2 separate regions of the Mus musculus genome follow, and region 1 is linked to region 2. The links are chromatin contacts, called in public promoter capture Hi-C maps. All regions are on one chromosome and are shown on one strand. The core of a region is the stretch at or near the end of the contact, and the rest is flanking DNA. Distances in the headings are between cores, read along the strand shown.

Region 1 (4,335 bases), core at 202-2,701, 260 kb after region 2:
TCTAGAGTTCTGGTATCTACCTGCTATCTCCATGGCTGAAGGAAAAGGGCAGAGCCTGCCACCCCCAAGAGGCCTGGTGAGGCGATGTCTCCCATGCTTGCCTGGGTGAGAGCAGGCTGACCTTCCTCCAGGCTGCCTTAGGAACCACACCCACCCTCCCTGCCTCATGTCAGCCCCCCACAGAGACAAACTGCTGACCTTGCCTGGTCACTGAGGCACAAAGACTGGAGGGCACCTAGAAGCCAGGCCTGAAACGCCAGGTCAACGTCTCCTTTCAGAGGTTCTGCTTCTCAGCCTTCTCAAGAGAGATGACTCCCACTGCCCCTTATGTTGGAGTGGGCAGAGATAGGCATCTTAACCTCCCCACATCCTTACTATTGCCCCGGGATGATGCAAATACCACTTACAGCTTTAGCCTATGCTTGGTTCTTTGCTTGCTGCATCTGGACTCCCCCAGTCCCTGACACCTCTCTGGGCAGCTCAGGTTTCTTCTTCAAGCTTCCCTGGGCTTGACCCTAAATGCTACCCAGCAGCACAGTGGGGACACAGTATGTGTTCACTGTTTGCAGAATGAGCAGGGGTCTTTCTGGGATTGTTGCCTTGGCTGAGGAAGGGAGCTGGATTGAGAACCGGCTCCTGCAGACCTGGCCCAGGGTTCAGTGTTGTAGCAGGCTAGCATCTGGCCCTCAGGGATCTCCCAAGAGCCTGGCTGTGAAGAGGACCCAGCTGGGCCCTGCGTTACAAACAACAACAGAGATTAGGGAGTTACTTGGAAATAAATAAGGCAGGCCCAGACCCAGGGCTATCAGACTTCAGAAATGCCATGAAAGTTTGTGCCTGTCCCTCTTTGGATACATAGTGTCCCTATGTATCAGCCCAGGCTGATCTGCAAGTCAGCGAATCCCTTCTGCCATGGCCTGCAGGGGGCAAAAATTATAGGTGGGTGCCACCAAAGTCAGCTGTGTTTCCCTTGCCTTTGGGACTGTGTGGGCCCTGACCATCTCCATGGGAACAGTCTCAGCTGTTCTACTATGTTAACCTGGGAACGCATCTTCTTCATGTTGGGCTTCAGTTTCCCTGTCTATAATACAAAGGGTGCAACCAAGGGCGATGCTTCTGAAAGTCTGTGTTGATGCTGGCGGGGACCAGCTAGAATCCCAAGTTCCATCTTCCCAGAAGGCTGTCCCAGTTTGTTTTCTCATCTGTAGAATGGAACCCGAGCTACAGGGACTTCAACCAGACCTTGTCCCCTATAAGGTTGCCAGATGTGTCCTCACCAGCCAGCCTTGGCAAGGGTAGGTGGAGGGTGGGGTGCATGGGGGAGGTCTGTTGCCTGGGCCCTCCCATCACCCTACCTCCCCATCCCAGGGCCCCCCACCCAGCGACAAAGCCTGTGGCACTTCCTCTACTCGCCTGGCAGGCAGCCTGGCCCGGCCCCTTCTCTAAGGAAGCGCATTTCCTGCCTCTCTGGGCCGGGCTGGATGAGCTGAGCTCCCTGCCCTGACAGTCAGACCCCTGCCTTCATCTGTGTCCCGTCCCCAGGCCAGGACCGCCGACAGCTGCTGCCCGAAAGAGCCCAGTGACTCTTTCCCACCACCCAGTCAGCTAGAGACTCCTGCCCTGCTGTGAGTCTCGAGCCCACTTCTCCTGACTTCTCCGCCGCCACCTCAGAAGGCTGGAGCAGGGACGTGGTCGCTCCGGCCGCCTGCTCCCTTCGGATCCCCGCGCGAACCCACGCAGGCCCCGGCGCCCGCCCGCAGCCTTACCTCTGGATACCGGATAAGGCCCAGCGCACAGACTCCCGGGTGGACAGCATGGACCGTGGCGTGCTCCCTCTGCCCATTACCCTGCTGTTTGTCATCTATAGCTTTGTACCCACAAGTAAGTGTCCAGCGCCCCTGGGTGGGAACAAGCCCAGGCTAGACCCTGGGTGTTACAGGTCTTATTCCCATGTCCCAAGCTACTAGCTGATGAAGCCACCCCCAATGTATTAGGAGGTAGAAATGGGATCACCAACTATTTTGGTTCAGTGGGAGTAAAATGTTTCATAGGATGCCAAACTTAAGCATTAGACGTCTGGGGAGAAGTGGGATAAGCTATTTAAGTTAGCGTTGGCACCTTCCTGTTATCCTTCCTGCTGTGTTCAGCTATCAAGAAGGCCAGGAGCTACACTGCTATGCATCACTGAGAGTATTCCCTCCCATCTCTGAGCCTTGAGTTTCCCATTTGAGGAAGTTTAGGAAGGAGGATGCAGAAGTAAATTTAGGCTCTGGGTCCAACTTTGACCTCCTTGTTTTCTTGTATGAGCCTTGAGGCCTCCGTGCCAGAGGATGCTTAGAGCAAAGACTGGTGATGAGATCATTTGTCCGAAGAGTTTCTGTTTCACTAGCTTCAAGTTCTCCCAGCATTCCCGGGCTTTGCCCGCTCCCGGAACCCCCCAAGGGCACATGCTCTGGCCTTCTCCATTTGCCTTTCTGAGAAGGGTACAGGCTCCATTAGGGACTCTGTGGATCTTCTCAGCCAGGGTGACTATTGAAAGTGATCTGAGGAGGGTCGGTGAGGAGCCTGGACCCCAGTCCTACTCACGAAGGGTCACAGCAGGGCCTGGTCCCCAGCCACCTCCCTGAGGATCCCCGCCTACCAACCTGCAGATTCAGGGGCATGTTCAAGGGTTGGGGTGGGCAGCCTGGAAGAAAGAGTATGGGAAATGATGGGGCCATCCTGGCACTCAAAGTCCACAATTGATGGGAAATCTGTCATCGCGGGTTAACCGGAAATTGAGTCTCAGAAACACTGAGTGACTTATCAGGGATTTGACTCAAGGCCTGTGGCCCCTCAGAACCCTTATTCTGACCACACATGACCCTGCAAGATGGCTGCCCCAATTACCCCATTTCCCAGAAGAGAAAATGAAGGCTCTAACCTTCCAAATCCACCTACTCCAACAGAGTCTGACCCCAGGCTGGGACAGGATTCCAGGCCCTCTTCCCCCCGGCTTGGGGAAACCTGCCTTGTAGGATGGGAAGTGGGGTGTCAGTGTCTAGGTGACTGTTCAGAGGATAGACCAGTAGACTGTGGTGGTATGCATATTTCCTCAGAGCTGATTTCAGGTCACAAACACTCAGTTCTTATTTGGAAATCAGAGTACAGTGGCACACAGCAATTGCCTCTCTCCCCTACAGAGCTGAGAGGTACAGGTGCCCGCAAGGGTACCTGAGGGTAACGTGGCTAAAAGAATTAGGAAATATGAGTTCTCATTGTGACTAGCTGGGTGTGTAGTGCCATGGTAGGGCTCTTACCCGCCATATGGAAGGTCCTGAATTTTAAAAAAAATTATACACATTTATATTTACAGATGCATATGTATACATATATACATATATACATACATACATACATACATACATACATACATAACTTATTTTCTTTCTTGAAACCAGGTTTCACTATGTAGCCCTGACTGGCCAGGGCACAGAATTTAGCTTTTCAGTGCATAGGGTGAGGGACTGGGCACAAAAAACAGGCCCAGTCTCCCAGAACACAACACAGCAGAATTTTCTAAATCTGTAACTTGTGTGTAGCGCCTTACCCTCACAACTCAAAGCCAGCCCTAAGCTGGGTGTGGTGGTACACAGCTGTAATCTCAGCACTTGGAGGTTTGAGGCCATACTGTCCACTCAAGTCCTGGGCCAGCTTAGATTATGTGGTGAGTTCGAGGCCAGCCTGGGCTACATAGTAAGACTCTATCTAGAAAAGAAAAGAAAGCAAAGTCAGTCCTTGAGAGTTACCTGTCTACTCCACTGTAAGGATATGTGGCCCACAGGTACCAGATTCTACCCAAATGTCTGTCAGCAGGGGTATCATTGAAGAAGTCTTGTCACAGAATGTCATCCAGCAGCTACCACAATGGATCCAATCACCATGACACATGTGTATGGGACACATCACACCGTAAAAACCTTACACAGACATCCGTTTCTACTGATAAAACAGCACTGATGCCATTTGCACAGAGAAACTTCTGGAAGGTTGTGCACTCAGTGTGGCCGCGCATTCGGTGTGGCTGTTTTCCAGTGTGCGATTTTCTCTAGACTCTGGAGAAATCGAAGACGTGGATTTGTTTTATTAGTTTATCTGTATGTTTGTTTTGCCTGTATGCATGTCTGTGTGTCCAGGGAGGTACAGACAGTTGTGAGCCTCCAGGTTGGTGCCAGGAATCGAACCCTGGTCCTCTGGAAGAGCAAGTGCTCTTAACCACTGAGTCAACTCTCTGGCCCTGGAATTCCTTTAAAGAACATGCGTGTGGAGATTCTTAAAGAACAACTTAACCATGTG
Region 2 (4,214 bases), core at 341-2,840:
GGCAATGGTTCTCATGACCCCGAAAGGGTGTCCTTCACAGAGGCTAGAGCCTCTGAAGGCTGCTAGATCTTAAAGTCCATCTTCATGGCATTTGGTGACAGAGCCAAAACTCAGACTTGGAGGTCACAGATCTGAGTGCCAGATCTGCTCTAGCCCAGCCACTCCTTAGAATGGGGTAGGAGACTCTGAGGGTTCCAGCACACTGAGAGCTCAGTCGGGGTCTGGCCACGGCAGGTACTTAGTGGACTTAGTGATTCATCCTTGCATGCCGTGGGAGGCTAGCAGAAGGGCCAGGAGAGGTCTGCAGGTTCCACCTATGTCCAGGGTACTTCCTAGCTAATGTCCTGGGACAGCCTCCTCCCCACCATCTCAGTGTCACTCAGAGTTACGCCACCTCCTCACTAAATTCCCTTATGTTCACCATGGCTGCCAGCAGTCACTGTTCCCCAACACTAGTGTCCCACCGCCTACCTCCAGGTGGATGGCAACCTTTATTAAAGAGCAGAACCCAGGTGCTGAAAATATTCTGAGTCTGTTGTGACAATGGCTATGCTGTGAATATATGAAACTGCAGAACTGTACATTTTAAATGGTACAACCTACAGTGTGACCTACAGCTTAATAAAGTTTTTATAACAAAGCAAAAGCATACCCCATCCTTATTGCACAGTAAAGTCCTGCCTGCCCTCTAGGTAAGGCACCACACCAGACTTGACTACACTCAGACAAAACAAAACAAAAACAAAAACCCGCTTTCAGAAGGAAATTGTACTCTGGAGTCTCACCATTTCTATCCCATTTCCCCTTAAATCCCACTACACCTCAATACAGAAGACACCAATGTGCCCAATATTGCTGATGGGAAAACTGAGGTTCCCAAACGTGCAAAAACAGTATGTGGGCTGATGAGTCCCCTGAGGTCCTTCTGCAGTGCTGTGCACCCAAACACAGTACTCAATAAGCAGGTCACACCAGCAAAACCAGGTGGCTGGGGTGCTGACTCAGCATAGTGGGGCGCCCACCCGGCCAACACCTCCTGCAGAGCCATGCAGGACCCGCCCCCTCTTCAGCGAGGAAAGTGTCTGAAGCAAATCCCAAACCCACAAGCGTCTCTGAAGCTGCCTCAGTTTCCCTATGCGACAGCAGGGCTGGTTAGCGATAGTTCTCCAGCACTGCAGCGCTCCGTTCGCTATTGCTCGCCATCGCCTCCGAGGTGGCTGTGGGGACAACTCCAGAGCCACTCAGGCAGAGTGAGACATCTCCTTAGTCCCTCCCACGCCCCACATCCCCGCCCGATTCCAGACCCTCGGACAGTACTCCCGGCAATGCAAAGGTCGCCTCAGCAACACCAACCCACCCCAGGTCACCTGCTTCCCCGAAGCTGTCATTCTCTCCTTCCGTGCCCGCATCCACCGGCATGCCTAGGTCCCCGTTGGGGCCCGACATTGCGGGCTCGGGCGCCGCAGAGGCCACGCGAAGATGGAACTTGGCGATCGTCGCGCGGAAAGCCGGCGCTGGGCGGAAGGTGCGAGCAGCTGGTTGAGCACCGGGCCGGAAGCGTGGAACGCAGCGGCGCACCGGGGCCCGCCCTGAGCCCCGCCCAAAGCCCAGCCCGTAGGCCCCCGCGCAACCACGCCCTTAAGCTCCGCCCCCTCCTTGCTTGGGCGCTCTATCGCGCTCACAAACATGGCTCCGCCCCGTCCCCTCTCGGGCTCCTCCTCCTCTCGCTTCCGAGCCCCGCCCCTCTCCCGGCCGCAGTGACCCGCTGTCAGCGGAGCAAGGTCGGGCAGTGGAGACCCTGGCCCGCTAGTGCTTGGGATGTGTTTGAGGCTCCATCCTGCTGCTTCCGCCCCTCTACGCGTTCGGAATCAGCACCTCTCCTCCCCAGTCACCAGGAATCAGCCTTCTTCCCATCTCCCCTTGATGCAGCCGAGATGATCCACAACCCCTGTCCTATCTTAGCCAATCTTGGCCTCATCTCTTCTCTTAGGACTCTCAACGGCTACACTTTTCGGGTGAGACCAGATTCCAGCCCAGGACAGTAGATGTGAAGCCAATCGGTTTGATTCACGCCAATAAATATGACATGGGCTGGAAAAGGAATGGGAAGTGTGTGTCAGGTTCCCAGTACAGAAAAGGAAGGCTTAGTGTACTTTGCTGTAGGTGCTCCTGGGGGCCGTGGAAGGTGGCGCTCCATCATGGAAGGCTTCATGATACAGACCTCCAGTGGTCACATCCCCTGACTCCATGCCCACTGGGAGGGGAAAAGAAACCTGTACAGAGTCAACATCCAATTGTGGATTGAACCCAGAGGAGCAATCCGGGATCCAGCTCTGTGTCAGGGTGGTGTCTCAGGAACTCTCAGAGACCACCATGGCATCATGGCACAGTGACTATTCCAGAGTGCAGCCTGGTCTCAGCATACAGGCTTTAGTAAAGCTGGGTGAGGAAAAGAGGATTCTTCCTCAAATCCCAGAAGGAGCACAGCCCTGTGGACACCATGAAACTACTGCAAGCGTGGGCATCTGGAACTGGAAGAGAGTACACGTGAGCTTCTGCAACTGGTATATGCTGCAACTTGTTACAGTGCCAGTGGGAAGCTCATGTCTGCATTAGCCAGGAAGAGGGAAGAAAGCCCTGTCTGTGCCAGGAGAGTTTGAAGAGCTCAACAGCAGCAAGAGGCTATGGGAAGCTGACTTCCTTGGTCCAACAGAAGAAACTGGATCTAGGCTAGAAAGATAGCTCAGCAATTAAGAGCACACAGTGCGCTGAGACCCAGTTCAATTTCCAGCATCCACATCAGCAGTTCATCCTCACCTGTAGTACCGGTTCCGGGAAAATCCATTTGTCTCTGGCCTCCTCAGGCACTTAACATATGTGCGTATACTTATATGCAGACAGACAGGGAAAAAAACAATAAATAAATAAGCAAAACTGGAAAGTTGGCTCGGCAGTTAGGAGCGCTGTTCTAAAGGATCTGGGTTCAATTCCCAGCACCCATATGGTGGCTCATAACTGTGTGTTGCTTCAGTTCCAAGTGATCTAACTCTTTCTCCTGGCCTCTATAAGAACTGCATATACATGGTTTGCACACATACAAAGGAAGGCAAAACATCCATATAAATAAAAATAAATAAATAGGAATCAGGGGGTTGTGGCACACAGCATTTGGGTAGCAGAGTCCAGAAGATCTCTATGAGTTCCAGGACAGTCTGTTCTATGTTCAGAGTTCCAGACCAGTCAGGGATACATAATAGCAGGACTCGGACTCAAAAGAAAGAAGATCCACTGCTCAGATTGGAACCCAAGAGTGAAGTAGGTAGGGTGTAGCTTCCTTTCCTGGCTGGTCTTTAACCTAGGTCTTAGATCCACCTCTCAGCCTGAGACCTTCCTGGCTCTAGACGGAGTCTCCATCCCTCACTGACAGCTCTCTGACAGGACTGAGATGGGATTGCCCTCCACCTGAGCACACCCTTCTCAACCAAGATGAAGAGGGCAGCATGTGTGTGTGAGGTGGGAAGGCTGGGCTCATTTGGAACCCCAGGGGTCCTGGCATGGGGGAAGGAAATTGGAGGGCTTTCCTGTGGTTGACATGGAGGGGCCACAGCTGTCACCAGTGGGTGTGGCACCTTGTCAAGTATGACACAGGCCTAACCACTATCCACATCTGTGCACCCTCCTGCCCTGGCTACAGGCCCCCAGAAATCCCAGGATCCAGACCAGTTGGGCATGGCCGCACCTCTTAGCCCCTCCAGGCTCTTCCAATGTCCCCGTCCTAGAGGGGCTACAGCTTTGGGGCCTGTTGCAGGTGGTGAGGTAGCCCTCAGAGGCAAGGGCATGGCATGAGCCCAGGACTTAACTAGGGTACCAAGCCAAAACAGCAGTGAGGGCAGTATTGTTCTATATGGGAGGGACTTGGGGTAGTTGATAGCCGAAGCAAGAGACCTTGAGGGTAGACTGGAGTTCTGGGGCCTTCTCTTCCCTGAGCCTTCTCTCTGTGACCCTATCACCGCACTGGAATGCTACCGGTGTGAGCCAACCCTTTGCCCTCCCCCCCCCTTTTTTTAAAAGATTTATTATTATTATACATAAGTACACTGTAGCTGACTTCAGACACATCAGAAGAGGGTGTCAGATCTCATTACAGATAATTGTGAGCCACCATGTGGTTGCTGGGATTTGAACTCAGGACCTCTGGAAGAGCAGTCAGTGGT

Evidence for each region. Capture Hi-C pulls out chosen DNA fragments and counts their contacts.
Region 1: a contact with region 2 is called in a promoter capture Hi-C map of adipose tissue. The contact joins the promoter of Eng here to the promoter of 1110008P14Rik in region 2. A contact is called at or near these places in 2 of 115 datasets of contacts at active chromatin or transcription factors (embryonic stem cells and pancreatic cancer cells) and 3 of 9 other capture datasets (adipose tissue, liver and pancreatic islet).

What each region holds. Positions count from the first base shown.
Region 1 is chr2:32,645,144-32,649,478 of GRCm38.p6, forward strand. It overlaps Eng (endoglin), which reads left to right and starts at 1,452. Exons shown (of 15, transcript NM_007932.2): 1 at 1,452-1,881. The coding sequence starts at 1,815.
Region 2 is chr2:32,380,325-32,384,538 of GRCm38.p6, forward strand. It overlaps 1110008P14Rik (RIKEN cDNA 1110008P14 gene), which reads right to left and starts at 1,591. Exons shown (of 2, transcript NM_198001.2): 1 at 1,368-1,591. The coding sequence starts at 1,446.